Linked DNA regions of Rattus norvegicus: region 2 is linked to region 1. Evidence: chromatin contacts called from public Hi-C data. All regions are on one chromosome and are shown on one strand. The core of a region is the stretch at or near the end of the contact, and the rest is flanking DNA. Distances in the headings are between cores, read along the strand shown.

The links. Hi-C and Micro-C count contacts between places; a contact is called where the count stands out from the background.
Region 2: a contact with region 1 is called in a Hi-C map of kidney, with 1.7 times the contacts expected there. The contact joins two enhancer-like sites. A contact is called at or near these places in 3 of 12 Hi-C or Micro-C datasets (hepatocytes, kidney and liver).

Annotation. Positions count from the first base shown.
Region 1 is chr15:23,744,500-23,749,995 of GRCr8, reverse strand. No RefSeq gene overlaps it. Among named protein-coding and RNA genes, the nearest start is that of Peli2, 130 kb to the left of the region's middle. Within about 2 kb of position 2,140, at least 5 of the 93 cell types and tissues checked have an H3K27ac peak or open chromatin away from gene starts, as enhancers often do. A contact at or near this core is called in kidney, where this site is marked.
Region 2 is chr15:23,781,478-23,786,973 of GRCr8, reverse strand. No RefSeq gene overlaps it. Among named protein-coding and RNA genes, the nearest start is that of Peli2, 89 kb to the left of the region's middle. Within about 2 kb of position 2,988, at least 3 of the 93 cell types and tissues checked have an H3K27ac peak or open chromatin away from gene starts, as enhancers often do. A contact at or near this core is called in kidney, where this site is marked.

The sequences.
Region 1 (5,496 bases), core at 891-3,390:
TGACATGGTTAATAATAATAATAATAGTAATAATAGTAATAATAATAATAATCCATAGTTGTAATAATTTACAATATTGGGAAATATTACCAAGTAAAAGGACGATGTAGCTGGAGAGGGGGCCGGCTCCCATGTGACAAAATCCACTAATGCCCGCTGTGTGTCTTCTTCTGCTCCAGTCTTCTACCAACTCATCTCTGCAGATGCCTCCTCACTTTGTGGGTTTTGGGGACATCATTTAACCTAGGATTAACACAACCCTGGAGGCTGTGTCTCTTTCCCACATTCCCCAATGATCACATCTACATGTCTTAACCAAATGCGGGAATATGAAGCGCTCCCTCAGCACCCAGTTCAATGAGTTCTGCTGGAAGAAGAAAGAGAAGAGAACCCTGAGGCCCGACCCCACTCTCAAAGGGGTTTATTGCCTTGTTGGATAGAGGAAGAAATACCTTGGTTATGCAGACTCTGTGCATACTGCAAGTTCACAAAAGGCAAGGTTGGTGTCATAAGCAATTCTTGATGGACTAAATAATAACCCAAGTGAGCAAGGTGAAATTTACATTGTTAGGACCACGGGCGCTAGGAAACCACTGGAGGTTTAGCTAAAGGGGACGATATATTCAAAGCATCTCTACAGGAATTAAAAATCAACCAGCAGTATGGATGGATGGTTGAGCCAGAACAAGGAAAGACGAGGAGGCCAAGTCCTAGCTCCATGTCTTAATTAGGCTTTTGTTGCATGACAAACACCATGACCAAGAGCAACTTGTGGGCATGAGGGGAATAGTTTCAGTTTCACATCACAGCCCATCATCAAAGGAAGTCAGGGCAGGAACTCAAGGCAGGAACCAATGCAGAGGACAGGGATGGGCGCTGCTTACTGCCCTGTTCCCTAGAGCTTGTTCAGCCTGCTTTCTTTCACAGCTCAGGGCCAAGGGCCCGGAAGAGACACAGTCTACAATGGGCTGGATCCTCCCACATCAACTGTTTGTAAAAAATGGCCTCACAGCCTTGCTCACAGGCCAATTTGATGGGGGCGAGTTCCTTCTTACCAAATGAATCTATACTATGTCAAGCTGACTAACTAACTAACTAACTAAATAAATAAATAAATAAATAATAACTGGGACGCTTGAGGGTCCCTCTCAATAGCTCATACATGGAGTTGCAGGTTTTAGATTAGAGATATCAGTGAAAATGCAAAGATGGGTATGAGAAATGGGCACGCTAGAGGAGGTGGGACAGAGCAGACTTGGTAAACAGGTTGTCAGCCATGCTTTGGAAGATTCTAGGCTGATATAATGTCTAAAGTAAAAAGGGAGCCATGCATGGCACCACATGCCAATTGTCCCAGCACTCGGGAGGTGGGAGGATCATGAGTTTGAAGCCAAGCTGGACTGTTTATGAAGACTGTCTCAAGAAACAAATAAATTAAAAGTGAAAAGGCTAGAGGAAGAGAGGGAGGGATGGAGATATGAGCTGTTTAATAGAAAATGTGTTCTCGAGAACCAGGGACAGGTGGGAATCTTCAAACAGCAGGTGATCCAGTTCAACAGCGCAGAGATTAGCTAGGCCCATGAATCACTCTGGGTTCCACCACTGCCTGGAAAGGCTTTTTGTATCATTAGCTTCCTGACTCTAAATACACCTTCGTCTCGCCAGCGAGTGTGCCCAGGCCTCCCTGTAGATGCCTATTTTTTTATTTCAGTCATTCTATCCCAGTAAACATGACTTGTGCACAACACAACTCATTCGTCATCTTAAGGTTGTGTTACGGTTTTCAATCTCTACACATTTTCTATTGCCTTTCAACCCCAGTCCGGGGTCAATAAACAAGACCACTCAGACACATTTCTACCAGCCTTACCTCGGAGTCTGCTTCAAGTTTCCTGAGTATTCTATTCTTCAGGTTGCCCTCTGTAATATCCTCACAGTACATAGCCTAGCCATTGTTTCTGCCAAGAAGCAGGACAGTGAATACCCATTGTCCGTTTATCACTAAGAGACCATCTAGCTGCAGTCCCTTCTCACGTTAGAATTGGAAAGTGAGAGACAAGTTATTTGGATGAACTATGCTCCCCTGGAGTATAGCAATGGGCTGCCAATCAAGCAGGGCCTGAGGGCACAGCTCTAGTTGGCAGAGAGCTAGTAACTGGCTTCGTGTAAGTAACTCAACCTGATGATTACATCCAGCCATTTCACCCCATACTGGAAATTCTTCCAGCACAGAAAGACATCTTACCGCAGTAAACAACTAGAAAGCATGCTAGATTATATGCATGCTTGAAGTTAGAAAGTCATATCTGTATCTATGTACATGCATACGTGTGTATGTCGGTAGTGAAGTGTGTTGTCCCCCACACAAGCCAGCATTAACTTTCGCTGATTCATTTGAGTGTTGTTGTTTTTTTTTTTTTTAAATAAACTGGAACTTCCTATATCTAGCCTCTATGCCAGAGTACAGTTCAAGGAAGAACGCTGTCAATAGTCATCCCATATTTATCACTTCTATGTATAGTCACATAGAAGACACCGAAATGACTCTCAATTTTTACCCCAATCCCATGAGATGCGTGTTGTTAGTCTTGTATCACAGTGAGAGAGTTAAGTAAGACGCATAGTACCAAACAGTTAACAAAGACGGGCTGGGAATCCGAATTTGAGTCTATCTGGGAAAGGACTGTCTCTATCGTGGGAACATAGAGCATTTGTCAACTGAATGACTAAATGAAGGACTCCTAGACTTACCCCATTCACCTCAGCCGTGACAATGAACTTCAGACACAGCATACATTCCCTAACTACAGGCCCATAAAAGCTATATCGGAGTTACCTTATAAAAGGGTAACACCAGGAAAACAAGTGCCATGAGGTTTTATTCATTAACCAAGGGAATCCATGCACACAGGACCTCCAGCCTGCACTTTGGCCATGTCCATGAACACATCTGACTATTAATCTTTCTCAGATCTGAAGCAGAACACTGGTTATGAGCAAAGCTTGGTTCTCGGTCCTAGGGTTGAAGCTGGCTGCCCCGCTTCTGTGACACACAGGCTCCTCTCTCGCTGGGATTTCATGGCTGGCCCGAAAGGCTGACAAACACCTTCACCCCGCATGTGCTGTGACATCACGATGCCTCAGAAGCTGCGTGCTGTTGGTATTTGGCTAGTGGCCACTGTTGGCAGTTAGCTAAATTGCGTGTCCCTGGTTTCTCCATGGCAAAATCAGGTAACTGAAGAGAATGAGGATCCTTTCATGGCCCACCAACTAGCTTTGTCTCTTTAGCTCACTTCTTCTTCTAAAAGTAAAAAAAAATTCTTCTATTACAGGTTGTCTCTAGAGTTCACTGTCGAAGCTCATTTTAATTCTTGCGTTTCAGGATGAGATACTCATTCAGAATGAATTGCTGTCATCTCAGTCACAGGGCTCAGCCCCTGGCACGGGAATTGTATTTCTTTAATGGCTTTATGCCTTTGAATGGGTTCTTTTCTGAGGTCTCTATTAGGCCTCAGTCCTTGGAGAAAACCAGTGAGAGTCACAGACAGGGTCCTCTGCTGCTCAAAAACCTGAGAAGCAAATCTGTAGAATTTTCAAACTGGAAGCTCTGTCCTGGGTGACTGTGACGGGGTACCGAGTCCTAAACACAACACAAAACAGCAGTCATTCTCCCGGGACTTCCGGGTGCCAGATGAGTTTCTTTCCTGCTCTCCAAAACGGTCAGAGATTTGCAGTAATTGAATGAAAGAATGTTTAATAACTTCAAATATTGCTTATCCAGAGAGAGAGAGATTAGGCTTTAATTAAATGGTGTCATTTAATACACCGTCCAGCAGATACCATAATTGGGTTCTTTAGCACAGAACACAGTAAAATCTAAGCTTTGCCGAAGTGATAATGACACTAATTTAGCCCAGTGGATACATAAACAGCTTGCCTGCCTCTGACACCCCAGCATATTGTACGAAGAGCCAGCTTTGATCCTGGTGTCGGCACCGCTTGGAATCAGTCCTGTCCTTCTGAAATAAAATCACTAATCAACCAGAGCAAACAAACCCTTTTTCTACTAAACAGGTACGAGGCTGGGGATGTGTCCGGGCAAGAGGTTGTTCATTTCCACAGATACAAAGAAAGAAGGGCTATCTTCAAAGCAGTTGTGAAATTACAATTCATTTGAGCAGGAAGAATGGCATCTATTATCTTTAAAACCTGATATAAATGCAAAAGAGTCCTCAGCAGTTTGTTCAAAGGTGGCAGACAATCCCGTGGCACGATGACAGCTGGGTGTTTTAAGTCCTATCTGCGATTGATCATTTGCAAGGACATTTTCCTTTCCAGGTCTGGCTCCCGTTTCCTCGTTGCTTAATCCTGAAATGGGATACAGTTACGGTCCTATTCTCTAGCCATTCTGTTTGATACTTCTGAACAAAGCAGAAAGGAGTGGGGGCCAGGCAGTGACGAATTGAACTGAACCTAATAGAAGATGAGGAAAGAACGGATCTCTTGGGGGTCTAGGGCCACAGATGTATTACAAAGTAACCAGAGATTAAATTCCTCTGCTAAATTCTTTGTTTTCAAAACTAAGTGGTGCTGCCACAGAGAGATGGAAAACTTTCATTTCCCTGATTGCAAATGACCATCAACATGTTTCTTTTGGAAAAGAATGGAAACATTGATTATACAGTGGCTGGGTGGGTCACAGGACCATGAAAAAATAGCAGTGTGGCTCTGTCACTGGGTGGGGGAGCAGAACTTGAAACCGCTGTGATCCCTGGGGTGTAACTCCACCTTCCTAGACCTTGCAATCCTGTGTCAGGGATTGCTAGCAGTAATTCAGAGCTCCTCCCTGCCCCTTAGAACTCTGACAGGGGGCTCCAGGGCTCCCCTCCAAATGCTGAGGACTGTAACTGGTTCTTTCTGTAAGCTGCATGCTAAAAACTCAAAAGTCCGAGTACAGCCAGCCTTTTAGTATCCATCAGTACTACACACAGGCACCTCCTTCAACAACTTTGTATTGAAAATAGCGATGGTGGGAGCTTATATGAACTGAATACGTATGGACTTAAACAATATGGCTGCCATCTGCTTAGAGAACATTTACATCACATCCGGCACTGTAAATCATCTAGAGGTGACTGGTGTATATGAAAAGATACACGTAGTTTATACATAGCTATGACACCATTTCATACAAGGGACCAGGAGCAGCCTTATGCTTTAGAACCCATGAGAAGTAGGAGTCAGACCCCATATCTCTCTGCTTGGGACGGCAAAGGATAGCTATGCCCTTCAAACTCAGGAAATATGGCAGCCAAGGCAGGAAAGGAATCCTGAGCTAAGTAAGGGGTGACGGGGAATCATCTTGGATTCCCACAGTTAGAGGACAAACCTCCTGCCAACCCAGGCACACAGTACAGCTCTCAAGGAATCCAGTGCCCATACTCAGCCCAGAGACTCTGCTATATCGTGCTGCTTCCTCACAGAGCCAAGGCTCCC
Region 2 (5,496 bases), core at 1,739-4,238, 36 kb before region 1:
ACTAAGACGGTCGTTTTAAACGAAGAAGTTATTACCGAACTAAACTCGTGTTGTGTAGAAGTAGATTGCCAGGCAGGATTTGGTCTAACAGGCACTACCTACATACTAAAATCAACTGGAGAGTTAGAAAATACTGATTCCAAACTGGAGAGGTTGATCTGAAATGGGTCATGGGCATTGATGCTTTTAAAAACTCCTAAGATGGGCCTTCCAAGAGTAAATGTTGATGTTTGAGGCCATCGCAATGGATGGAGAAGAACCTGGGAGAGGCAAGAGTATATTTATTGTCTTGATGATACATTAACTTTAGACTACCTACACTTTCTACTTAGATAGGTCTGATAGCAGTTAAATACTTACATTTTAAACTGAAGAGAGCAGTGTTTGCCACAGGTACCGATTTGAGTGATGGCTAGTGTTATTTCCCCCTTGAAAAACTCACCTGGAGATAGGCCCCTGGGCGCGTTTGTGGATTATCCTCATTGTATTAACTGAGGTGGGAAGACCTGTGCATTGTGGGTACCGTCATGCCTTTTCCTTGGCTCAGGTCCTGGACTGTACATGTGGAGAAAGGGAGAGGGAGCCAAGGCTCGCATCCATCTTTCTCTGCTTCTTGATTTGATGCAACGTACTCAGCACCTCAAGTCCCTGCCTGATACTTGGTTTCCCTCTATGATGGAAAGGTTTTCCTGCCTTGAATTGCTTTTGTCAGGGTATTTTATCAAAGCCCCAGACAAAGAACCGAGACAGCATCACTCCATGGTAATTAAGACCAAGAGAAGGAATGTTATCCAGAGATGGCTCTTGGTCTGCTGGGCAAGAAATGCTTAGGTTAGCCTGGGCTTACCAACCTCAGTATGGGGCAGATAGATGGCAAGGCCTTGAAAGGACCACACATGAACCAGCCAAATACACTGGTGGACTGACTAAGCTCCTGCCTTGGAACTGTACTAGGAGTCAACGAGAAATGGGTAGAACGCCCAGTTCAAACTCTGCTTCATTCTTCGTCTGGGGTTTCCCTAGTCTGCCTTGTGACAGGACAAGGATGATGATGTTCAAGGTTAGGAGGGCTGATAAGAGGCCGAGGCCTCTCTTCTATGGCTCTGTCTGCTTGCAAGAAAGGTCGTCCATTTCTCAGTATAGAAGAACTCATAGAGCCAAATTCAGTTGGCTCTAAGATGCTTTCTTCCTCTTACACACCCAAGGTGAGCTCATCCCTCTACACCTACATCTATAGATCCCACATTTCGTATCCATCAATTAAAGTTAAATAAAAAAAAATGTTATTGCTGACGTTAGCACTTCTTGACACATTAACTTAATCCAACTTGTTATAAAAATTGATGCAATGGTCCAACAACCAAATGCTCACATTTAATTAATCTAAGTGTTCCAAGGCTGGTGTGCTTCTTGGTGTTTTTAAGTGCCAATTTGCCAACACCTGAGCCGAGAAGAGAGTCCTAACTGAGGAATTGCCCAGATCAGGTTGGAGGTTGGTCTGTATACATGTCTGTGAGGAATTGTTTTGTTGGTTGATTGGTTTGGGAAGACCCACTGTGAGTGGTATCATTCCCTGTGAAGGCGGTGCAGGACTATTGGTGTGTGTGTGTGTGTGTGTGTGTGTGTGTGTGTGTGTGTGTGTGTGAAGAAGCTTGCTGAGCATAAGCAACACCATAAACAGGAGGCACGGATGCACTTGCTCTTGACTGTGGGCGTGATGTGACTAGTCGGTTCAGTTCCTGCCTTGACTTCCCCTCTGTGATGGACTGTCAGTATCCCGGAATTGTAAGCTAAATGAGCTCCCTCCTCCCCTAAGTTGTTTTTGGTTGGGATGTTTTAGCACAGCAGCAGGAGCAAGACTTGAACATTTGAGTAATGCAAAAAGCACAAAGACTTATTTTGCTCTGAGTTTAGGAGGCTCAAGGACAAGGCAGAGTCATCGCCTCTGGTGATGGGAACTCATGGGTGGATAGTGTCCCTATAGCAGGAATGCCTGCAGAATTGATCCCACAGCAAGGCAGGGGGCCAGAGAGAAGGCAATGGCTATCTTATTTTTAGAACAGTCCTTTCTGGGGGAACTAACTTGCATCCAATGAGAGCTTCCAGTTGTATCCCAGTTAATTGCCTAATTAGTTTGAATTAAGATCCATGTTTTAGCGATTCTGCTGGTTTTTAGCCTCATCACGCTGAGAACCAAGCTTCTAACATTTTTTTTTGGTTCTTTTTTTCGGAGCTGGGGACCGAACCCAGGGCCTTGTGCTTCCTAGGTAAGCGCTCTACCACTGAGCTAAATCCCCAACCCCAGCTTCTAACATTTAACTTGAGGGACCTCCTTACACTATATTTCAATCACAATGAAGCTCACTTAAGAATCACGTTGCTTGGGGCTGGGGATTTAGCTCAGTGGTAGAGCCCTTACCTAGGAAGCACAAGGCCCTGGGTTCGGTCCCCAGCTCCAAAAAAAAGAATCACGTTGCTTTTGAGGACGTTTCAGGTGATTCTAGTGCATATTCAGGCTTAACTACTGACTTTTGCTGATTATACTTTATAGAAATCGTAAAACCTTGCTTTTCTGTTGTATCTTCGATGTGTGTGTTATGAGGTTAGGTGGCTTTCTGGTTTTTAGGTAGGAAACTGAAGGAACTACTCACTTGATTTATACTCTGTAGAAATAAAGTATGGCCGTTGAGATTTCTTGGATTCAACAACTATATTTATCTCTCTAAGCAACTTCTCTTGGTTTTACCATGTAGCCCAGGCTAGCTTTGAACTCATAACCTTTCTGTCTTAGCCTCTCCAGTATTCATGATTATAGTCATGTGCTACCATACTCAGGATATGAATATATTGACATGAGTGTTTTGTGTGATAATGGCTTCTAGCTCTATTAATTTTTTTTGTAAAACACGTTTATAAGTACTGAACACATTATAGAGTTATTCATTTGTGAGCTCAATTTGTGTTTGATCTGGGCTTAGGGTGAGAAAATAGCGTGAGTGAAACGAACTAGCTAACTAGCTTAATGTTTTTTCCATGCCAACGGCATCCAGTCAGGCCAAAGTCCTTCAAGTTGGTTTCTGATTAAATGCCCCAATTACTAGTTAATTGCTAGAGAATGATGCAGCTGACTCATTTGTCTTACAAATACCAAGTAGGAGGCCTCAAGTGAACAAGAATAATTCTAGCTCCCCAATTAGTTAAAGGCCAGCCTAGACTTGGCAGATACTGCTGTGGAAACCCCTCCCCGACCCCGTCTTCATTGTCTTAGCACACAGCTCCAGAAACCGAACCCTGATAGGATGCTTTGAAAGACCGCCATCACAGCAGACAGCTAAAAATCCAATGGCCCACACGGTCCACATTTTCCAAGAAAAAACTACTTCACACGATTTCTTAATTAACATCATTAATAATAATTAACCTCATGGGGGGGGGGGAAATGACTCATGCCACTGGTGAAAATCCACTTGGTTTCTTTTGGGTCTGCCGCCTTCTTCCCAAGGTCGGGTGCAGACTGTCTGCCCCATTCCATTTTCCTACTCCTCTGGCAAGCAGGAAGACACAACTCTTTGAGAGTCTTGGCGTGAAGCCAGACGCTGCCTAAAAGCTGGATCTCTCCTCAAACCAGCCCACTATAATCTCGGAGGAGACACATGAAACAGGGCGATTGTGTTGACTTACACACAGAACTGGTCGGCCAGTGATGAGTGATGCAGGGCTTGGTCACTTCATTGTCCAGCTGGGGGGGGCACAACAATCTGACAATTTGAAATTATTATTCACCTAACCGTATGGATTAGTTAATATGCACAGTTTACTCAAGGGCTTGAATCAGCCCCAATTAAGGGCTGCCTGTGGATATTGAAGGCAAAATTGTTCCATGAAACTCTTTTCACCTGAACTGGAAATTCCTCTCCTCTCCTCTCTCTCTCTCTCTCTCTCTCTCTCTCTCATTTTCTCTTGTAGCCCTGGCTGTCCTGGAACTTGCTTCGTAGACCAGGCTGGCCTTGAACTCACAGAGGTCTGCTTGCCTCTGCCTTCCAAGTTCTGAGGTTAAAGGCGTATGCTACCACCACCTTGACCCAGTCTGGTATTTTCTATTACAGTAGATCTAATCTCCACAGAAGAACTCTGGGTAACTGGGATTGAGGGACTTGTTGAACAGTAGAATTAGAATCCACTGCCCAGCTCTATGTCACCTGCTTCATTAATCAGAATGGTCAATGCAGGCCATGTTGACTCTCGTGTGTGATCTAACAAAGGCGAGGGCTGGTACCAAGAACCTGTTTTCAGGACTTAGATACTCATTCCCTTGGCTTCTGGAGTGCTGGCTCCTGAAGGCGCCAAGCTGAAGGTGCCTTTGGGCATTGCCAACAGCGGAGAGGAGCTACTTCCTCATTGTTCTGCCCCTCCTCCCTCAGGTTGGTCAGTGGAGACAGTCGAGGTTGCACAATGGCTTATCCCCTCCCTGGATGTTAGAGCATCTGTTGCCATGGCATCCTTGAACTTCTTCCTTCTGTTCTGTCTTCTGACTAGCCTGTTCCTCGGCTCCCTGGCCTTCCCCTAGTAAACCTTCAGGAAATAAATTTCCACCTCTGAAGTTCATTCCTACAGGAACAACCCAGCTAAGCTACAGCCCGGCCATCCTGTGAAGAAGAAAATAGGCCATAGCTCATCTCTTGGCAGAGTCTGGGTTATTTGCATTTGGTATAGCCAGATAAATAACCACGACATAGAAGAACTTTATTGACTTGGGCCATCGGGGTTTGTCTGTCATCTGTTAGATGTCATGAATGGAGCTGATTTAAAACACTACGGTGTCATCTTTTTGTGTACACACACACACACACAAACACATACACACACACACATACACACACATACACACACACATACACACACATACACACACACATACACACACACATACACACACATACACACACACATACACACACACATACACATACACACACATACACACACATACACATATACACACACATACACACACATACACACATACACACACACATACACACACCTTTTTGTTTGGCTTGTAAAACATTGTGCATATTTCTAGTACACTTTGTTTAAAGCAGTTTAAAGCAGGCCTTGGACAGAGCACTTTGGAAGCACAGTACAGAAATCTGTGTGGTAACTACAGCCATTCTATTCCCTGAGGTAGAGACCATGCAAGGGCCTATTACCAGTTTCGTTTTATTGATGATTTTGTTTTAAATTTATATTTTAGTGAGTATATGTCTTTTCATCCCACTGACTCCAAACCGTTGTCACTTTACAGTGACAATGAGGGACACCTAGTAATGAACACTCAGACATCAGTCAGGGCAGTGCATGTTCAAACCCCTGCCCAACCATTTGTTGTATATAATTCATACGATTGTTGTGTGGATAATCATTCTACTTAGCCTTTTCCATCTAGAAAGGGACATAGCCAGATGTTGGCAGTCAAGAACTCTCGCTTCAGAGTCT